Linked DNA regions of Bombyx mori: region 2 is linked to region 1. The links are chromatin contacts, called in public Hi-C maps. All regions are on one chromosome and are shown on one strand. The core of a region is the stretch at or near the end of the contact, and the rest is flanking DNA. Distances in the headings are between cores, read along the strand shown. Region 1 holds the start of LOC101746862 (zinc finger protein 660). Region 2 holds the start of LOC101744280 (zinc finger protein 532).

What was found. Hi-C and Micro-C count contacts between places; a contact is called where the count stands out from the background.
Region 2: a contact with region 1 is called in a Hi-C map of whole pupa, with 1.9 times the contacts expected there. The contact joins the promoter of LOC101744280 here to the promoter of LOC101746862 in region 1. A contact is called at or near these places in 2 of 7 Hi-C or Micro-C datasets (middle silk gland and whole pupa).

The regions. Positions count from the first base shown.
Region 1 is chr5:9,932,590-9,936,219 of ASM3026992v2, forward strand. It overlaps LOC101746862 (zinc finger protein 660), which reads right to left and starts at 1,656. Exons shown (of 11, transcript XM_004930135.5): 1 at 1,222-1,656; 2 at 401-601. The coding sequence starts at 1,341. It overlaps LOC101746725, which reads left to right and starts at 2,469. Exons shown (of 2, transcript XM_004930134.5): 1 at 2,469-3,630. The coding sequence starts at 2,733.
Region 2 is chr5:10,366,190-10,369,819 of ASM3026992v2, forward strand. It overlaps LOC101744280 (zinc finger protein 532), which reads right to left and starts at 1,900. Exons shown (of 3, transcript XM_004930116.5): 1 at 1,779-1,900; 2 at 801-946. The coding sequence starts at 934.

The DNA.
Region 1 (3,630 bases), core at 406-2,905:
TATATTACAAATCCAATTTATTCAACAGGAACAACAGAGCTTGCATTTCACTACAAATAAATTTTACATACTTTTGCAGTTTTCACTTACAAAAATACTTAAATTTACTGTAAAAAGAACACATTTAATGTAAATATTTAAGTAGTAACTAAATATTTAAGCAGTAAGTATATTATTTAAGTAGTAAGTAGTAGTATTTAAGTAGTAAGATAATCAATATTTTTCACATGAATCATCAACAGAAATAAAATAAATAAGAAGTGAATAATTTCTTGTTAAGGATAGTTTACTTAAAAATTAGTTTTCACTGGAATTAACTAGAAATGCCTCTCTGGTCTCACGTGACTGCTTATTTCTAGAGTACACATCTTCCCAAATAAACCAAGAAACAATACTTTACCTCAGATTTGATATGGACATCTGTGACTGTCAAAAGAATATCATCTTTTTTTTCATCTAATTCACTGGTTTCCAAATCCATGAGCATACTCGATAATGCTTCTTGTGTTTTGTTGCATTCTAATATGAAAAGTTGAAGAGACACCATTTTTTCTTCACAATTTAAGCAAATTTTTGTTGGTAGAGTATCGTTCTCACAAATCTATAACATATTTTTTAAATATTATTAATTGATTTCAGATTAATTGACATGTTTAGAATAAATTTTACAGAAACCAATAACAGCCTTATATTACTCAGTATCAACAGTACTGTAACATACCAGAATTTGGTTCACTAAACTCATTGACTCAAAACAAGATCTATTTTGATAAATAATATCCTGTCATGACTTTTACTATTCATGGCTATTATGTCAACAAATTCCAGAAAATAGAGCAATCGAGCTCAGAACTCCATGAAGTTAGAGCAGATAGAATGAGACCTATAGGTAGTCTGTTTACCATTTATGGTGCACTGTACTGTTATTGTGTTATTTTACATTCCTCATCAGGATTACGTTACGAACTATAAAGACCAAGCTTTCATGATACCACAACCGTGAGAACGTTATTGTGGTTGGGATTGATATAGAAAAACCCTACTGGACCGTTGTAAATCTGTATTTACTCAATGATAACGTCAATGACTGTCACCAATCACCAGATCGATGTAAGACAACCATATGTGGACAATCTAAAACCTAGTCAGTATTAAACGAAGGTTTCATACTAAAAAACCAAATAATTTAGTTTTCAGTAATATATTTGAAAGGCTACTCACTATTATCCGCAGGAAATCTTCTATAAGGTTTAAAACATTTCTGTTACTTTCATCTAACAAATCTTTGGAGAATTCATCCTGAGTAGCACACAATCTACACAAATCCTTTATGATTGGCATCCTCTTTTAATAATTACGACCGACACTGCAAAGTTTTTGTAAGGAAGCTTTTTGGAAGTGTAGCTTATTTTATATTAGGAAAATAAATAATAATTTAGAAAACATAACAGTTTCCTGAAATGAGGAATTCGTTTTATTTTACCCTTTACACAAAGTTATTGGAATATTTCATTTGACAATTATGTACATTGCAGTAGCCATAGAGTTATTGTAGGTACTTATTAACTCCATGGCAGTAGCACAACAAAATACATTTTTTTTATTGTTTTTTATGACTCGGTAACATAGACCTTTCGGTCATGACAAAATACAAAATGTGTTATCGGGCATAGATTATACTCACTTTAGACCACAGGCTACTTCTAGATATTAATTCACATGTACTAGCATTCAAAAGACCTAAAGAAATTGTAAATCCGAGACGAAATCCAGGGCTGTGCGCTTCATTAAAGGGACCTCGATTTGAATTTCATCTTGCATTTGACGTATAAATCTCACTACCCTCACTATTCTCCTTGGCGATTTCATATCCTGCACCCGAAAATACTAGGAGCAGGCATAGGAACCTGGGCAACTGCAGTTTGTTTCTCGTTGGATTTTTTCGGTGGGTCACGCGATTCCACGCCGGTCGTAGTTCATGAAGTAGCTGTACTTGACTTGTTAGATTTCCATCGGAGCACTCAGGTTGATCTTAGCAAATCCCAATCAAATCATCATAGTCCTGTGTCCTATGAAGCTGGAGATAATTCCTGCCCCCTAAAAGAAATGAGACCACCAGCTCCTTATCATTTACCAGGCTACATTTATAAATAAGGACAAGTAAATCATTAAAATCAATCTCTTTCAAGAAATATTACTTTTTGTTTTTGTGCCTAAATGTTTGCAATTTAAATTAATATTAAGTTTACTTTTTTAATTATTTTGTTTACATGTGAATTCCGGTGTAGATAGGTATATATATAATTTAATGTGGTAATGGTAATAGTGTAAAATGTACCTACGACTGTGCATTGCATATTGCATAATATTGTCTGTCGTGTAGTAGTGTAGTAGTACCGTACTTAGAATAGTCTTTAAAATAATATTTGTAATTTACTTTTTGTATTGTAGTCTAATCTATGTATGTTGATTAAATTCTCTTTACACTACACTACACACCAACAAGAAAATTGAAAACGTCTTTCAAAAAAAATGTTTTTAAGTTGATTGTTGAGTTTTGAATTATCGAGTAATATCGAGATCTATAATTTAAATATCATTTTCGTAACGACGACGGTATGCTGTAGGAAAAGCCAAAATGCTCCTAGCAAAGTAAGTTAGCTAGGTTTTGATTTGATGAAAGATTGTTTTCGGAACTCGCCGTTGGCATTTTGTAATCAAACTCAAGAACGATGGAATCGAGCACATTATTAGCCAATACTATGGAGATCCCATCAAATTATGAGAAATCTACGCAGCCTGCGATATTTATTGATATTAGTTTGTGTAAAAATGAAGAAAGCGGGTATCATACTTTAACACCAGGATCAATCGAAGCCTCCAATTTGTCGAGTGACTACTTTGAACAATCTATTCTCGCTAATAACAAACGTATTACTGGCCAGATTCGTTATATTACACCAGAGACGAATCAGTGTAATAGACCATCAGTTATACTTAATGATATAACAGGAACACCATTGCCAAGGCGCGGCTTGAAACGATCATATCAAGACATAGAAACGTTGGAGTTACCATATAGTCCCATACCTACTCCTACTAGTTTGATTGCTGGACAAATCAGAAATCTCTATGTTAATGAAAACAAAGAAAACTCATCCCGCTCGTTAAATGCTATAAATATAGACAGAGCAAACAATCTTACAAAACATCTTTTACAAGGTCATGAATCAGCATCATATCCAATAACACCAGTTAAAAGAAATTGCAAGACAAATCCTTGTAGGAAATCGGCCAAAAAACTCAATTTTGTAACACATTCGCTATCATGTGAAATGCGTGAATTACAACAAGTGAACAGGCCGAGAGCACTAGTAGAAGCAGTAAAAACTGTACTATTCAAACCTAACAATGATATAATTCAAAGGCTATATGAAGGCAATGTAATACCACCAATTGCAACTATTTTGAATTACTTGTCGAATGAAGATATTAATAACTTCATTTTAGTAAGTGCAACTTGGGCTGAGGTTTGGACATCAGTAAGTGATAGTGAACGAAAAGTAGCATATGAACAGTATTTAAAAAACGCAAAGGAAAACCAAGAAAATGGTCAAAAAATTGTACATA
Region 2 (3,630 bases), core at 650-3,149, 430 kb after region 1:
AAGTAAAAATAATAAAATAAATTTAGCATGCATATATATGTATATGAAATTATTACAATACTTGGATATGATGTAACATTAAGAGCCAGAACACAAAAACACGTTTTTAAGATAAATTACGTTCAGCAGCATTGAATGGTTAATTTATGTTCAAAGTGAGCCGGAGTCCAGAAAGCCTTGAAAAAACTTAACACAAGCAGTTTAGATTGGCTTCCTGGCTCAAAGTTTAAGTACACATAGAGATAACTTCACCCTAGCTGATTAAACATGTAACTCATAAATGTGACTATGTCTTGTCTATTATACCATTTATGATTTTAAAAAGAAACCAGTAGTAGCAACAGTCTTTACCACTAGTGCACACTGATTGTAAAGTAATGTATTTTCAAGATTCCAATGAATCCCCATAATTAGGTTAGTTTGAACTGATACTATTCAAAGATTTTGATAGAGTAAGTCGCTAATCATACTGTTAATATCATTTATTGCGAACCAGTAAAGATAGGAAGTAAAGTAATGCTGAAATTGGTCACGGGGCAGTGATGCATTCAGGTTTGAAATATGAGACAACTGTTATACAATATAACTGAGATCTCAACCTCATTTAAACAGATGCAGATATTTATGCTGTGATGTATTTTTGGGCTCCAGTAACCGCTTCACACCGGTACCTCTAAAACCAATATTTTTGTTCTTTCATTTTTATATTGCATCAATTAACACAGGGTAATAAGTATTTATTATATATTATGGTTGAACACATTTTATATTAATACAGATTTTGGCTAAAACCCACTTACTTGTCTCCACAATCAGTACACCCAAATACTTTGTGGCCAGTTATTGGTACTGGGATTGTGTAATTTGGTAAAGCTTTTGTGAAAATCATGTTTTTTATACTCAGTCTATCATTGTGAGAATCTGTAGTACCCATATTAATCGATATCTGTAATATAAAGGTTTTAATAGTATAATTATAAATACTCCAATGCAGGATCTTAATAAAACCTTAATTTTTAGAATTATTAGGAGATAAGTCTAATAATGGGCTGTCTAAGTTTTTTTCTAGAATCTATAGATATCACCTCAAGAATGCCACCACCCACTGTGAGACAAAAGGTTGAAATTGTACATCATAATGATCATTGTACTATATTTCAAACGTCAATATTAGCGTCCCTGCTTCCCAAATGATCAAGTTGGACATATTTGCTGAGTCTCAGAGCTTTTCGTTTCAGGTAAAAAACGCGTATGATTTAATAAAGAAAATACTAGTTTAATCATATTACTATATTATAATTATATGCACATATTTTTGTGAGTTTATTATCTTTGTTTGGTAGTATAATTAAATTGGTATTTACCAACTTAATTCATACATTTGAGACATTCATCAAAATTTATCGTTAATGCATTTTTTTAAGTCTTGAATATAGATTTTTTTAATTTTGAGTAATAAATCGCAATCTTGAATTCATTTTATCATTATTTACAACTAGCCGCCTACTGCTAACAAGATTTATGCGCCAAAAAAATATCAGAATACTTTCAGTTACGTTTCTTTTCACTATAATATCCGTTGATTTGTTCAAATCTAATTTGATATAGTTCATTAGCCTGCAGTGTTTATTACTTCACTTGTTACTCCATGAAAAGGGACAATGTTCACGTGGATTTGAAGTCATTAATCAAAATCTACGACCTCAAGTAATTAATCGCTTCACCTTGAGTATAATTCTAAATTATGAAAGAATGTTATTATTATGATTGATTCTTACCTTAATTTAGACAAAAATACGCTTTACTAATAAACAATTTCTTTTGAAATTGATTTGGAGCGACCTCTGATGACAAAATTTACCTCCTTGTAGTATCGCCAGAAGTAAAAATCATTTAATTGCCAAGATAAAAATATATTGTTTACTATTAATGATAAATTAAACCATTTTTTAAGTACGTTTTCTATTTACTTAAGAGGACTACACATGAAAGCAAAATATTAAGCACACATGAAATGTAAAACTAGTAAATCTCTACAAAACTACTAGTAAAGCTTTTTTTTTAAATTAACGTCCGCCCTAAGTATATTTGATTTTGTTATGTTTTAAGTTGTTATTTGATTTAAACCTTAAGATAAATTTAGTACAAGTACTTTTTAACCTAGTAACATATCTTAACAGATTAAGATTTTTATGTTCACACGTACTAACCTGTTTATAAATAGCATGAATGGCACCGGCCTTCCCCAGCTAGGAATACAGTCAATTCGCCACTTGACACACGCTAATTCCAATAAAATCTGTTAGGTCGTTTCGAAATTCGTAGTTTAGGGGTAAGTTTTAAGACTATGCCGGGGCTTAAACCCTGCCGGCTCGTTACTGGTTAGCACACGGTCACTTCGATTTCCTCAATAAAGGAATAACATCGCTTAAACATGAAATCAACAAAATTTATAAAATATTCAGGTGGATAGCACCATTAGAAATTGAGCTGTGCATGAATACGAAGTCTTTACTTTACTAGAGTCTTTTCATCACACATCCCACAGTGCCTGAAAACGAAAGTTTTTAACCAGTGCGTCCTACCGGTAATGACTTACGGAGCTGAAACGTGGACACTCACAGTACGGTTGGTCCGTCAGCTCAAAGTCGCTCAGCGAGCCATGGAAAGGACCATGCTCGGAGTTTCTCTGAAGGATAAAATCCGGAATGAGATTATTCGACCGAGAACTAAAGTCATCGACATAGTACAAAGAGTCAGCAAGCTGAAATGGCAGTGGGCTGGCCATATATGCCGTAGGACTGACGATCGCTGGAGCAGACGGGTTCTCGAGTGGAGACCGCGCAGCGGAAGACGTAACGTGGGACGCCCCCCGACTAGGTGGTGCGATGATCCCCGCACGGTGGCCGGCAAGAAGTGGATGAGGAGAGCCGTAGACCGGGCTCAGTGGTGTGGATTGGGACAGGCCTATGTCCAGCAGTGGACGACTGTGGGCTGTTGATGATGATGATGAATACGAGTTTGAAGATAGGAATAGGAACTGGTAGGTTCGTTCAGAATAAATAAGGGCGTATTAATAAAGTTATTAGCTATCGAAAGTAAGTAAATACTTAAAAACGCTCCATATTCTCGAATTATATAAATGATATAAAGGGAAAATATGGATACTTGGTAGCAGTAGATTTAATGATGTATTAAAAATATTTGATTTACACGGAAAGCTTTTGCACTGGATATTTTATAGAGCTCTACTCAGTGCTATGGAAAGAAATACATTAATCATTGAAATTATGTACGCTAGCAACATTATATACAGATTAGAAAGAAGATGAAAAAATGTATGACGTCAACTTATTTTTTATACTTCTTCCTTTTTTTCATTATGGCAATTGGGTTCTTGCGATACCGTTCATAACAGCGCCGAATATATTAAATCTTCAATTAACGATAAATTAAATTAATAAAAATAAAATAGAGCGGATTAAATGCAGTTTATTTATTTGACACTGTGGTAAATTAGGATGAAATTCTTAAAAAAAGTATAAAATAAAATGACAGCTATGAGCTGCGTGTCGTATGTAACCGTTTTTGCGTATGAATTATTTACATTTATTGTATGAACTAAATAAA